Regions from separate parts of the Sus scrofa genome. Here all the other regions are linked to region 2. Evidence: chromatin contacts called from public HiChIP or PLAC-seq data. All regions are on one chromosome and are shown on one strand. Each heading gives the region's core, a stretch centred on a gene start, on an enhancer-like site or on the middle of the called end of the contact. The rest is flanking DNA. Distances are from core to core; before and after follow the strand shown.

The links. HiChIP or PLAC-seq counts read pairs in DNA pulled down with a chosen protein or histone mark.
Region 1: an H3K27ac HiChIP or PLAC-seq map of alveolar macrophages shows a contact between it and region 2. The contact joins the promoter of NGDN here to the promoter of ACIN1 in region 2. A contact is called at or near these places in 1 of 5 promoter capture datasets (fetal skeletal muscle) and 1 of 2 datasets of contacts at active chromatin or transcription factors (alveolar macrophages).
Region 3: a contact with region 2 is called in an H3K27ac HiChIP or PLAC-seq map of alveolar macrophages. The contact joins the promoter of THTPA here to the promoter of ACIN1 in region 2. A contact is called at or near these places in 1 of 5 promoter capture datasets (liver) and 1 of 2 datasets of contacts at active chromatin or transcription factors (alveolar macrophages).

What each region holds. Positions count from the first base shown.
Region 1 is chr7:75,626,970-75,631,102 of Sscrofa11.1, forward strand. It overlaps NGDN (neuroguidin), which reads right to left and starts at 2,478. Exons shown (of 11, transcript NM_001244788.1): 1 at 2,438-2,478; 2 at 2,024-2,083; 3 at 1,349-1,420. The coding sequence starts at 2,449.
Region 2 is chr7:75,949,262-75,953,349 of Sscrofa11.1, forward strand. ACIN1 (apoptotic chromatin condensation inducer in the nucleus) reads left to right here and starts at 1,942. Exons shown (of 19, transcript XM_021099243.1): 1 at 1,942-2,253; 2 at 3,626-3,691. The coding sequence starts at 2,074. C7H14orf119 reads right to left here and starts at 1,786. Exons shown (of 2, transcript XM_003128551.4): 1 at 1,609-1,786.
Region 3 is chr7:75,550,951-75,555,126 of Sscrofa11.1, forward strand. It overlaps THTPA (thiamine-triphosphatase), which reads right to left and starts at 2,771. Exons shown (of 3, transcript XM_001928723.7): 1 at 1,589-2,771; 2 at 660-1,211. The coding sequence starts at 1,206. It overlaps ZFHX2 (zinc finger homeobox protein 2), which reads left to right and starts at 3,926. Exons shown (of 11, transcript XM_021099229.1): 1 at 3,926-4,176.

The DNA of each region.
Region 1 (4,133 bases), core at 1,228-3,727, 320 kb before region 2:
TGGTGAAGGTCAAAGACTTCTCAGATCCCATGTTGCTCTGGCTGTGGCGGAGGCCAGCTCTGCAGCTCCAATTCCACTCTGGCCTGGGAACTTCCATGTGCTGCAGGTACGGTCCTAAAATGCCAAAAACAAAAAAAGTCAACTAAAATGAATAATGAGGAAAAAAAGGCAAATGAAGATACATCAAAAATTCACTTAGCTATCGTTCTAAAACACAAATCTGCTATAAATCTCATGCTTAAAAATCCATCAATGATTTTTATTAATGATAATGATTTTCATATTTCTGTTGAATATTTTGCTTAAATATTTTAGGAGAAAGCTCAATACACAAAATAGGTAACACCCAAATTTTCCAGTTCAAGCAGGTATGAGGGATCCAGAGACCTTCTATATTGCCCCGTACCCAGTGATTCCCTGAGAAGGTTCTACAAGATCTAAATTTGAAAACTACCATATTTAATTTTAAGATACACATCATCTTGACATTTTGACATCCCTGAAGTCAGGATACATCTTTAAATCAATGATATCTTAGCATTATGGCATAGATTAAAGAGCAGCATTTTTTTCTTAATATATTAAGTGATATATCCCCAATTAACAGTATTTTAAATTAAATGAAATACAACAGTAACTCCTCAGTTGGCTTACAAAGCACTTTACACAAAATGACTACTCTTCCAGTTTTATTTTCTTACCCTTTCCACCCCAACACACACAAAATGTACAGCCAACCACCCTACATGACTTACCTCCTTTCCCAGAATATCACCATGCTTTTACGTCTTTGTAAATTTGCACACGTTGTTTCTTTCTGTCCCTCTGACTCCCATTTATTTCTCACAATTCCATTACCTCTTTTGAAACGCCCTAACTTCCTTTGCTCCTCTGGTAATTATTTAACCTCACTCCTCAGCCTGCACAGCCGCTCATCATGAGTCAACATGACTGCTACCGCTTATACCTATTGCTTTCACCTGCCTCCTCTACTAGACTTCAGCACAGAAACTGGATTTTACTCATCTTCGAAGCTCCAGCACTTAGGACACAAAAGATACTCATTAATCTACAATGGAAAGAACTGCTGAGAACATCAGGTCAGGAGTTCCCATTGTGGTTCAGTGGGTTAAGGACCCAACACTGTCTCTGTGAGGATGTGGGTTTGATCCCTGGCCTTGCTCAGTTGGTTAAGGATCTGGTGTTGTCATGGCTATGCCTTAGGCCCCAGCTGTAGCTCCAATATAACCCCTGGCCCAGGAACATCCATATGCCCAGGTGCAGATGTAAAAACAAAACAAAACAAAAACCATCAAGTCAAAGGATGCTTGCTCTTCAATTGTCTTACCTTTTCTGTAGGAAAGGCCTTAGCTTGAACTTTTTTGGTCAGGGCTTGCACTTGTGCAGTGACAGCTATCACCTGAAATTAATCCAAACAAAACAACTGACTAGAATACATCAGGTCATCTCTGTGAGCTGTGAAGGGCAAAAGCTAAACAATGCCACCTAAAAACTATCTGGAACACTGCCTAAAGTACATCACTCTCTTATTTTCAGTTCTGGGAAAACAGAAGAAACAGCTTTTGATACTTCTTCAAAAGACAGAAAAAACTTTCTACTTCTTTAAAAAGGTAAAGAGACCATCTTACCAAACCATGGGAAAGGGATGAGAACACTGTAGCTTTGTACAGACTGAACTTTAAATACATAGAATTATATAAAAGTATATTATCTGGGCACTCAAATGGTAAACTATATCACCTCTCTCAGTTTCCTTAGCTATAAGAACAAAAGAAACTGATTCATTTGCTTTTTTCCTGGAGTTTTTGTATTCTTTCAGAGGCAGAAATCAATTACTTTTCATTGTAGCCTGAAAAGGTTTGCATTAAATCATTTTGCTCTTATGGTATTTGGTTATTCAAACATACGCTCCCAAATCACCAAAGTTTAGAAGTGAGGCACACAAAGTCAAAGCTCATCAGTGACTAATACTAATCTATTCCAAAGGGGTGCCATTACTCACCTGTTCCTGAAGGTTTTTCAAAAGTGCCACAGCATTTGGCAGGTCCGACTCCAGCACCTCCTACCGAAGGGAGAAAAAAGAAAAGCCATTCTTTCCTTAGGATTATAAGACCTGACGTCTGTGGTGGAAAAGTCCCCTCTCTCCTTCAAACATCCCAGACTTCCTGCCTTCTCACTGTGGTATACAAGCAGCCTCGCCTCACAGCCGGCCGGCCCCTCACGTTACTGGAAAGAAGCTGTAACCCCCAACCCCGTCTCCCTATTACTGTTTTTGTCCCGCTGTGGCAGGAAGAACGCCTCCCTGAAGCAACTTTCATCACCACGCTTCCCTCGCGTCAATAATTTGCCTCAAACCACTGCGGGGAAAAGAAACGTCCACAACAGCAAGCCTAGGAAGGATACACACGACACTTACCGGCGCCGCCATCTTCACAAAACCCGCCCCTTCCGGAACCGTACTTCCTGAGAGCTGATGTCTTGATGGACTTAACTGGCTTGCAAATCTAAGCCAATAGGAATGGGGGCTCTCTTACTTCCGGCCCGAACAGGATGTACGAGAGGAAGGGCCGGGACCGGCCAATGAAATAGAAGAACTGGCTAAATTCGTCAGACTTAGGAGGTGCTCTCACCACTTAAAGATGCTCTTGGAAAGAAGCGTTTGATTCGTAGATTGAGTAGACTGATTGGAGCTAAGCCAATAAAAACTGAGAAAGTGATTGATTGACTGTTGGAAAGGTCCAATAAAAAAAGGAGTTAGTTGCGCGAGCTGAGAGCGTATTGGCTCCTGAATGCCGCAGTACCCGGACTCTTTTCCCGATGTTTCCGTTGCTTTGTCAGAATCCGCCGCTAGGTGACAGGCCTTGGCTTTGGTCTAAGAAGGTGGCCACTTATGGAACCGCCATTCCAAGCGGCTGTTCCAATGTAGGCCTTGCCAGACACCTCACAGACCCGCAAGGCCTTTGTGTGATCTTGGAGAAATCCTTCCATATCTGAGCATTTTTCATCTGGACGTACGAGAGTTTGGCCCAGAGAAGCCCAGAGCCAGAGTTTAGACACGTACAATAAGGTCACTCACCTGCTTCCTGCGCACTTGGGGGCACTGTGTAAAGATACCATGGGTGCTGCCCCAACACTCCTCCTACCAGTTTGGGGAGATGAAGAGGAAGACGTTTAACAATTGAGGAAGGCAGTTCAGAGTTAGGAGATTTTCCCCTGGTCACAGGGGTCCCTGAAGAACCTGGTGCAAACTCAGCCTATGCATGGAATTTCACCATGTTTTGCCTCATCTTTTCTTTGAAAGATTTTCAAATGCTTCTTTTTCTTTCTTTCTTTCTTTTTTTTTTTTTTTTTTTTGTCTTTTTAGGGCCACACCCGGGGCATATGGAAGTTCCCATGCTGGGGGTCGTATCGGAGCTGTAGCCACTGGCCTACACCACAGCAATGCCAGATCCAAGCCCGCGTCTGAGACCCATATCACAGCTCAGGGCAACCCACTGAGCGAGGCCCGGGATGGAACCGCATCCTCATGGATACTGAAGTAGGGCTCATTACTGCGGAGCCATTAAAGGAACCCTTCGAAATACTTGGAAAAATGTCATCTCACTCCCACATCTTACAGGCTGATAAAATCAACTGGATGGGCATTAATAGTTCCATGGTCTGCCTTGGGAAATAAGCACCACAGGGGAGAATCATGGTCTTGAATTTTACCTGCAACTGTGGAGCTGACCTAAGACTGGAAAAGTGATTTCTTTGACTTGGAACCATCTTCTGGAATTAAGCAAGGAATAGCTTCCATATCTCAGCAACCAGGGTAGAAAAATCCTGGTCTCTAAATATCTTGCTGGGCTCAGGAAGAAGGCAAGGGCTAAGTATCCAGTCCCCAGGCTTTTGCCTCTAGCTTTTATTTGCTTCTCAGAAACAGCATGGAAGCTCAGGGTTCCTTGACAGCCTACTTAGTCAATTAACGAATAGTTTTTGTGCTGTTTATCAGGAATGTATTATGAAAATTTTCCATTTCAACGAAAATCTCATGTTTGTCTAATTAGGTCACAAGCCTTTCCTTTTCTTGGAATTCTGATTACATGCATTATGAAATCAGTGACAAAAAC
Region 2 (4,088 bases), core at 692-3,191:
CAATTTTCCTCTCTCTCTCTTCTCTCTCTTTTTTTTTTTTTGGTCTTTTCTATGGCTGCTCCTGCAGCATATGGATGTTCCCAGGCTAGGGGTCGAATCGGAGCTGTAGCCACTGGCCTACGCCACAGCCACAGCAACTTGGGATCCAAGCCTTGTCTGCAACCTACACCACAGCTCACGGCAACGCTGGATCCTTAACCCACTGAGCAAGGCCAGGGATCGAACCCTCACTCATGGTTCCTAGTCAGATTCGTTAACCTCTGTGCCATGACAGGAACTCCTTCCTCTCTCTCTTTTTCAAACCCACTGCCTCTCTCCATCATTCTTATAAACAATCTAAAAATAACCAAAACATTCCACATTCTGTGTTCATTCTTTCCCTTCTAATTCTATGTTCCAGGTTGAGTAAAGACAAAAAATGATTCACATAGGTCCAACCAAAAAAGGGGGGAGTTCTCTGGTGGCCTAGGGGTTAAGGATCTGGCATGGGCACTGCTGGGGCACAGGTTCGATCCCTAGCCTGGGAGTTTCTGCATGCTGAGGAACCCCCTATCCCCCAAAATAAATATATAGGTCCAACACATCTTGCCTAAAATGAAAAAAAAGGTACATATTTTTAAATTTATCAAGCAGTTAGTTGAGGTTCAGGTGCTAATCATTCCAAAGCTATCAACAGTGGGGGAAAAGAAGAAAGGAAAAACATCCTGTATGATGAAAGAGCCTTCTCTGCAATGTGCATGTAACCTCTGAAATATGCCAAGAACTTCATAACCCCCTTATTTTCCTCTATTTCCTGTAAAGCATCAGGAAAAATTAAAGAGCAGATTAAGTGAGGGCACCTTGCCCAAAATAAGATTAACAAAGTAAGAAAAACAGAAAAAGCCAAGTGGTTGTTTATTCAGGACCGAAAAAAGTCTAGTTGGTTTGGTGGTTTAGGGCTCTAACAAGTGTTCTACTGCTGTTGATGTGTGACAATTCATGTCTGAACAATTTTCTTTCATGTTTAATATAATATCTATTGATGCCTTGCCACTGATCCGCATCACTAATGCAACTGGAAGGTCAGCCAACTTGAATTGTTTTCAAATCTCAGTTTGAATCTCTAACAATGAAAACCTTAAAATACTTGTCTGTGACCTATTTTACTGTTTGTATTTCTTCCGCTGTAAATTGGAGTATCTGCAGTGACAAAGAAAAGGAAGCCAGAAGCAATTTACGTCAGTTCAGTACCAAAACATTCCCAGTGACGTTGCCTTTTTCACAGTGGCCCTACAAGAAGCAATTCTTCCTAAGGGAATTTTCTTCTCTATTTCGTGGAAAGGGAGAACTTTTTCCGAGTCTTGCGATATGGCTTTCACGGTAAACTTAAGTTCAATGATTATGAATTGGTTGACAAGCCGGGTCCAAAGACACGGTCAACTTTGGAGGCTACAGAGCCTAGCATTCCGAGGTCCCAAAAAGCAACACAGCCTTAGCTGGGAGTGGCAGGGTTTCGGAGGGTGGGGGGGTGGCAGCTGTTTCCCTAGGGGAATGGGAAGCTTGCCCTACTGACTAGCCCGCAAACACCGAGTCTGACTCGGCCCAGGGAGGTACTTTTACCCCGCTTACCTCCCGTTTCCTCTCACAGAGGACCCGGAGACCGTCACAACAGCGCTATCCTACCATCGCCGCCGCTTCCCGGTTTCCTGAAAACCCTAAAGAGGGCCAGCCCGGAAACCCACGCACTTCCGGTCCCGGACCAGCCCCAAACACCCAAGTGCCTTAGCGCCTCATCCTTAGGTCCGGAGATAGCCGAATAACTCCGATTATGGGTATGCCAGAGTCGAGAGCTTCCGAACAGATTCGATTCAAAGCCTCGGTAAGACGAAGCGAACCGAGCTCTGAAAGCAGCACGAGGGAGGGAGGAGCGGCCGGTAGGATGGAGAAAACCGATTGGTGCCGATGTGAAGACGGAAACACCCGAGCAGTTCCGAAGGAATTCGGGGAATTCTAAGTGGTAATCGAGGGGTTGACTCTAGCAGTGGGCGGGGTCAGCTCGGAACGTTCGAAGGGCGTTGGCGGAAATTACCGAAGATGCCCGAAGCCGTCGGGACGGACCCGAGTACCTCACGCAAGATGGCGGAGCTGGAGGAGGTGACTCTGGACGGGAAGCCTCTTCAGGCGCTGCGGGTGACCGACCTGAAGGCCGCACTGGAACAGCGAGGCCTAGCCAAGAGCGGGCAGAAGAGTGCCCTGGTCAAGCGGCTCAAAGGGGTGAGGAGACTGCGTTGCCGGCGTGTCGGAGGGGAGCAGACCCGGTAGAGCCGAGTCTCTGTCGCGGCGCAGGCGCAGTGTCCGGGCTCGGCGCGAGCGAGCTCAGGCCGCCAGCGCGAGCCTCCGGATCCGCGCGCACGGTGGTTGGCGAGGCTCGCTCTGGAGTGGAGATAGCGCCGGTTCCCGCCTTAACGGTAGCGGCGCGAGCCCAAAATGGGAGGGTGTGCGCTACTCTCCTAGAGTGTCTTAAGCTCCTTCCTCCTTCCCCCACCCCCTCCTTGTTTGTGTCTATGGTCTCGGCGCATGCGCTGCGGAAGGAGTTAAATCCCACTACAACCATCGGCGTTGCTGGCCTGAGGGGGGCGAGTTGGGCTGGGTCGGAGTTAGGGGTATAGTTGGGTGGAGGGGTTGATGGGGTTGGTATCCTTACCCGAAAGAATAGAATTGGAGCGGTGGAGGGGGAGGGGGGAGTCTAGTTGATTAGATTAGGTGAAATGAAGAGAAACCTTGATTTGAAGGGACTTGCTTAGGGAGGAGTGTATACTTTATAGGGCTTCCAGAAGCAATTTGAGTGGATAAGAGTTTGGTGAATATTGATGAGAGAGGTGAGACAGGCTGGTTTTGTGCATTAAGGTGGGATTGTCAAGAGGTAGGTGAATGGATTGATGTGTAGAGGTTTGTAGACGCAGGGGAGGTGAGGATCTCGGTTTTAATTAGTGCTGGTTAGGGTACGTGGCCGAATAGTACAAATTCGGGCTGGGTTGGCTCAGGGTTACGTTGGCAAACCGTTGCTTATACTGAAGCTGACAGTTTCGTATGTGTATTGGATCAGACCACAGTTTATAGAATCTTTGGTCATTTTGTTCGGTAGCCTCCTCTTTGAAATTCTTATAAATATGACAAATCTAGGAGCCACTCTCTTGGAAACAATACAAGTTCACTCAAGTAGACCTGTTCCTGGGTAACTGACCAAGTAATTCATTCAGGCCAAAACCTTTTTGGTTTCATGTATTTTTGAATCTAATTTAATTATTTGAAGTGAAGGGCCAAATTTAGAAGGGACATTAGTCAGAAGTGCAGAAGATAATAGGGATTGTAGCACTGGTTCTGTCACTGATTTTATTGCCTAGCCAGGTCACTGATTTTCCCTATGTGCCTGCATTTCACACCTGTACATTTGAGAGCAGTGACCATGGCCACTTTTAGGGGTCTTGTGAAGATGAATGAGAACAATATTAGTAAAGGGCTTTTAGGTCCCTGGAAAAGGAGTACTGTTTAAGTGTGTATGATTGTTTTTAATGTCGAGATTGGGAGAAGGGTGTTTTTTGTTTTTGTTTTTATGGTTTCTGATTTTCACCCTTCTTTATACCAGGCTCTAATGCTAGAAAATTTACAGAAACACTCAACACCCCATGCTGCATTCCAGCCAAATTCCCAGGTAAGAAAGAAGGTTTATTAGGAGTGGGCTCTTTGGGTGCACAGAGACATGGAACGACAAGATAATTGTATATTTGATGCTTAATTTATCACCAATATTTTCTTAAGTTCATGAGTTGGAAATATTTTCATACTAGGATGGTTGACTTCTAATAAATTCAGGAATCAGGAGCTGCTAGTTAATTTCTGATTCTTGAAATGGTGTGTGCAGAATGAGTGGAGTACAAGGCTCTGAAGTCATTTATTTGCCATTAATTTGGGGAAAGTAGTTGATGTCTTTGAATGTAGATATGAAGTAGATAATCAGCAGAGCAGTTTAGGAAAATACTTGCTGATAAGGAATTATTGCGTTGACATAGATTTTCCCAGAATTCAGTCCTTTGGAAATCATCCACCAT
Region 3 (4,176 bases), core at 1,521-4,020, 400 kb before region 2:
CCCGCGGTCTGTCACAGACACAATGTTCCTGCCTTTTACTCAAGCCAACAGGACAAACTGAATGAGGATTTGGTTGTAAAAATGAGAGGACAGGAGTTGGAGGAAGGAAGGATGGATGGAAGGACTGAAGTAGAGAACTGACAAATGGAACTGTAGGACAGACTCATGCAGTGGCTGGAGGTAGAGAACTAAGACAACCACTGGGCTAGATCAGGGACACATGGAAGGATTAAATCCAGGTTCTACAGCTATTGCAAAAGAGGAAACGATTTGATAGAGCCCTAAGCAAACTAAAAATACAGAGTTCCCATCGTGGCTCAGTGGTAACAAACCTAATTAGTATCCATGAGGATGCGGGTTCAATCCCTGGCCCCACTCAGTGGGTTAAGGATCCAGCGCTGCCATGAGCTGTGGTGTAGGTCACAGACGAGGCTTGGATCCTGTGTGGCTGTGGTATAGGCCAAGGGCTACAGTTCCGATTGGACCCTTTGCCTGGGAACTTTCATATGCAGTGGGTGTGGCCCTAAAAAAAAAAAAAAAAAAAAAGCTAAAATAACTCCCCTTAGAGAAATAGCCTCGGAGACCCTCCCCACTAACTGGCCCAGTGGGTACATCCAGAAGAGGGACAAAGGAAATACAGAAGGGCCTATCTCCCTCACCAAGCATGCTGCTGACGCTGTGGATCTTTTCTAGGGCAGCTGGGACTTCAGCCTCCTCACGCACCAGGGCCTCTACCTCACCCACAGCGTAGCCAAAGTCAGCTGTATCCAGGTCCACTCTGAGGGGTGGCTCCTCTTCATCAGCTCCAGACGGCACCAGTTTCCAGCCACTGCGCTGGGTCACAAAACTTGCTATTTCCTGCAGCCCCAGACGGTCCAGCACAGCAGCCACACCCCCAGCCCTGGGGACCTCAGCCCTCAGCACCTCACAGAGCTGGGCCACAATTGCAGACTTAGCTGTGAGCTCCGTGTACTTAGTGCAGGGTTCTGAGACACTTGCTGCCCCAGCATATTTGAGCTGCCATCCACTACCCTCTCGCTGTCGCAGCCAGTGGTCAGACCGCATGAGGCTCAGCTCAGGGGTATCATAGTAGCTGTCTCGGAAGGTGATTCGGTGCTCCAGGATACCTCCCAACTCCTGCAGCCGCTCCTCTATGCCGGGCCCGGGAAGGAACTTTCGTTCCACTTCAATCAGGCCCAAGGCCATGTTACCTGCAATCAGTCCATCAACAAACATTACTGAGCTCCCAAATAACCCATTTCCTTCCCCCCTCCCCAAGAACCTGTGAGTCGCACACACTGTCCCAAGGCTCTCTGTTGGGGGCCCTTTCTCCCTGCCTCTGTGATGGATGGCCTTCTCTGTCTGATGTTTTAAGGCTCAGCAACAGGTATAGGTCTGGGGTTAGACCCCTTCCACTGCTAATGATGTCCTCAATCCAAAAGGCTCCCTAGAAAGCAAGCCTTGTAGCGGATGTCCTTTCAATGCGCCCCCTCTATACCTCGCTACTCTGGGAGGTCGGCGGCTCACTACCTGGGAAGACTCAGCCCGACCTCCCCATAGGACTAGCCAGCGGAGCTTCGGGTCTCACCTGAACGCGCCAGAGTCTCCCTCTCGCGGGACCTGGAGAAGAGAGAAGGGAGGCCACGCCACGCACGCGAGGAATGCCGGGAGCAGATCCTGGCCCAGGACCTCGGCCGGCGCTCTGCACACGGGGGAGGTCCCGGTATAAGCGGCCATGTTAGGCCCGATGTGGCGGTGCCGAAGGCAGGCCAGGGCCCGAGATACCCGCTAGGTTACGAGGGGCCGCAACCTCCGCGGTGAGCAAGGAGCGAGGTGGTACTCCCGCGCTCTGCTCCTCATCCCAGAGCCCTCGGGGCTCCCGGGGCGGGGATGTGGGGAGAAGGGGTAACATATGGGTCTCAGGCCGCAGGCTGAGCCCAGCACCTTGGGGTTCAGGTGCATGATGGGAGATGTAGTTCCATAGCGAGACTTTGCTTTCTTGCCCCACCCGTCGCTATAGTGACAGGAAAGCTGCGATTAAAGCCAGCCAGACTCTACGTAAAGTTGAGCTGGGGCTGGTGGGGAGAGACGGGTGCGAAAGGAGCTGAGGCCCCAGTCCTGTGTCCAAACCCCTCACTCTGTAGGCAGATGGGGCTGGAATAGAAGCCACTCACTCTCTGTCAGCAGGTATTTTATTGACTATTACCATGGCCTACTAAGTGCAGGCCAATGGCAATGAGCTGGGTGTGAGGGGAAGATAACTGAGACCAGTTTAGCCACTCTGGAGTTTTAAAGGGGAAATAATACATCCCCATGAATGTTCAGGATAAGGGTGGGTGGGAGACTTCATAGGAGGAGGAAGAGATATTATTGGATGAAAACTAAACTCATGATGGGATTTCAACGGTTGGAGACCTAGATGGAGCTAGGAACAGTGTAAGCAATAGCCCAGAAGCTGGAGAGCATCTGGCCATTGGGTAAAGGAAAGAAATGAAGGAGCGGGTTGGAAAAGGCCTTGAGTGCCCAACTGAGGAGTTTGTCATTGAGTTTCCAGTTGCTACTGAGCAGGCTTTGTCAGGAATAGAAATATTCATGTTCACTTAAAACACAGGTTAAGGATCTGTCGTAGTCACTGCAGCAGCTAAGGTTGCTGCTGTGGAGTAGTTTGATCTCTGGCCTGGGAATTTACACATATCATGGGGCAGAGAGAAGTAAATTTAGAAAATAAAAACACTGGAAGACCTGAAAATGGCCCTTCGACTGCTTTGGGAGACAAAATAGAGAAGGCTAAGGAGTTCCCTGGTGGTCTAGTGATTAGGATTTGGGGCTTTCACCACTGCAGCCTGGTTTCAATTCCTGGTTTGGGAGGACCAGGCTGCTTACTCCCATATCAAGCTGCTTACCACCGCCCCCCACCGGTTCCAAAAAATAGAAAAGACTCCTTCTCCTTACTCCTTACTGGGACTATGGTTACCTGGAAGCATCAACTGTATGTCTGACTCTTGGGTAAGGTAGTTTGAGGAGGAACAGCAGCAGCTCTTGTCAACTCCTGGGCTCCCTCTTATGATGAGTGAGAAGTGCTAGGGTGGGCACCTGCCCTCCCCAGTATGTTTCTAGAAACATGTGACCTGTGGGAGGTACTGTGGGGAGGACACCAGTTTATAGACATGGCATCTTCAACTTAGAGTGTCTTGGATGCATACCCCCCCACACCCCACCCTATGATGGGCACCAATGGGCAGGGAGGGGAGCAACCTCAGCCCCTAATTCCTTTTGCTGGTCTGCTTGTCATCTGTACTTTGCTTTTCGGTTTTGTTGCTCAGGGGAAGACGTAATCTCTCCCCCCCCCCCCCCCGCCCAGAGTTATAAGGTCCAATCCAGTGGGGCTGAGGCGTAAGTTTAAGGAAAAGAAAAGACCAGACTCTAAAGCTGGATAGACCTGGAGTTGACAACTCCCATCTTCACTTTATTGGTGTTGGGCAATGGGCAAGCTACTTCGCCTCCTTAAACCTGTTTTCTCTTTGGTAAAATATGGGCTGTTTCACAGTTAAGTGTGAGGGGTCAAGGACAAACTGTCACACCACAGAGATTCAAAATGTTAGTTTCTTTCTCCTTTTTTCCTGTGAACTCCCCAAGATATTTTTCTTTTAAGGGAATTAGGCTATAGCAGCCAGTGTGGGCTCTGGAATGAAACCATTAAGAGTGGCTCAGCAGGTTAAGAGCCGGACTAGTATCCATGAGGATGCCGGTTCTACCCCTGGCCTCACTCAGGGGGTTAAGGATCCAGCACTGCCGCGAGCTACAGTGTAGTTCAAGGACAAGCCTCGGATCTGGTGTTGCTGTGGCACAGGCTGGCAGCTGCAGCTCCAATTCCACCCCTAACCTGGGAACCTCCATATGCCATAGGTGTGGTCCCAAAAAAGAAAGAAAAATATTTTTGAATCCTGGGAATTCCCTGGTGGCCTAGCAGTTACAGACTGGGCATTGTCACTGCCGCACTGCTGCAGCTTGGGTCACTACTGTGGTACAGGCTTGATCCCAGAATCTAGCAGCCACATGCCACAGACACAGCCAAAAAAAATTTTTTTTTTGAAATCTGGCATGAATGATGTTCACTTATTGGCTTTGTGACCTTGGGGCAATTAGTTAGCTTGTTTGTGTCCTGGTTTCATCAAC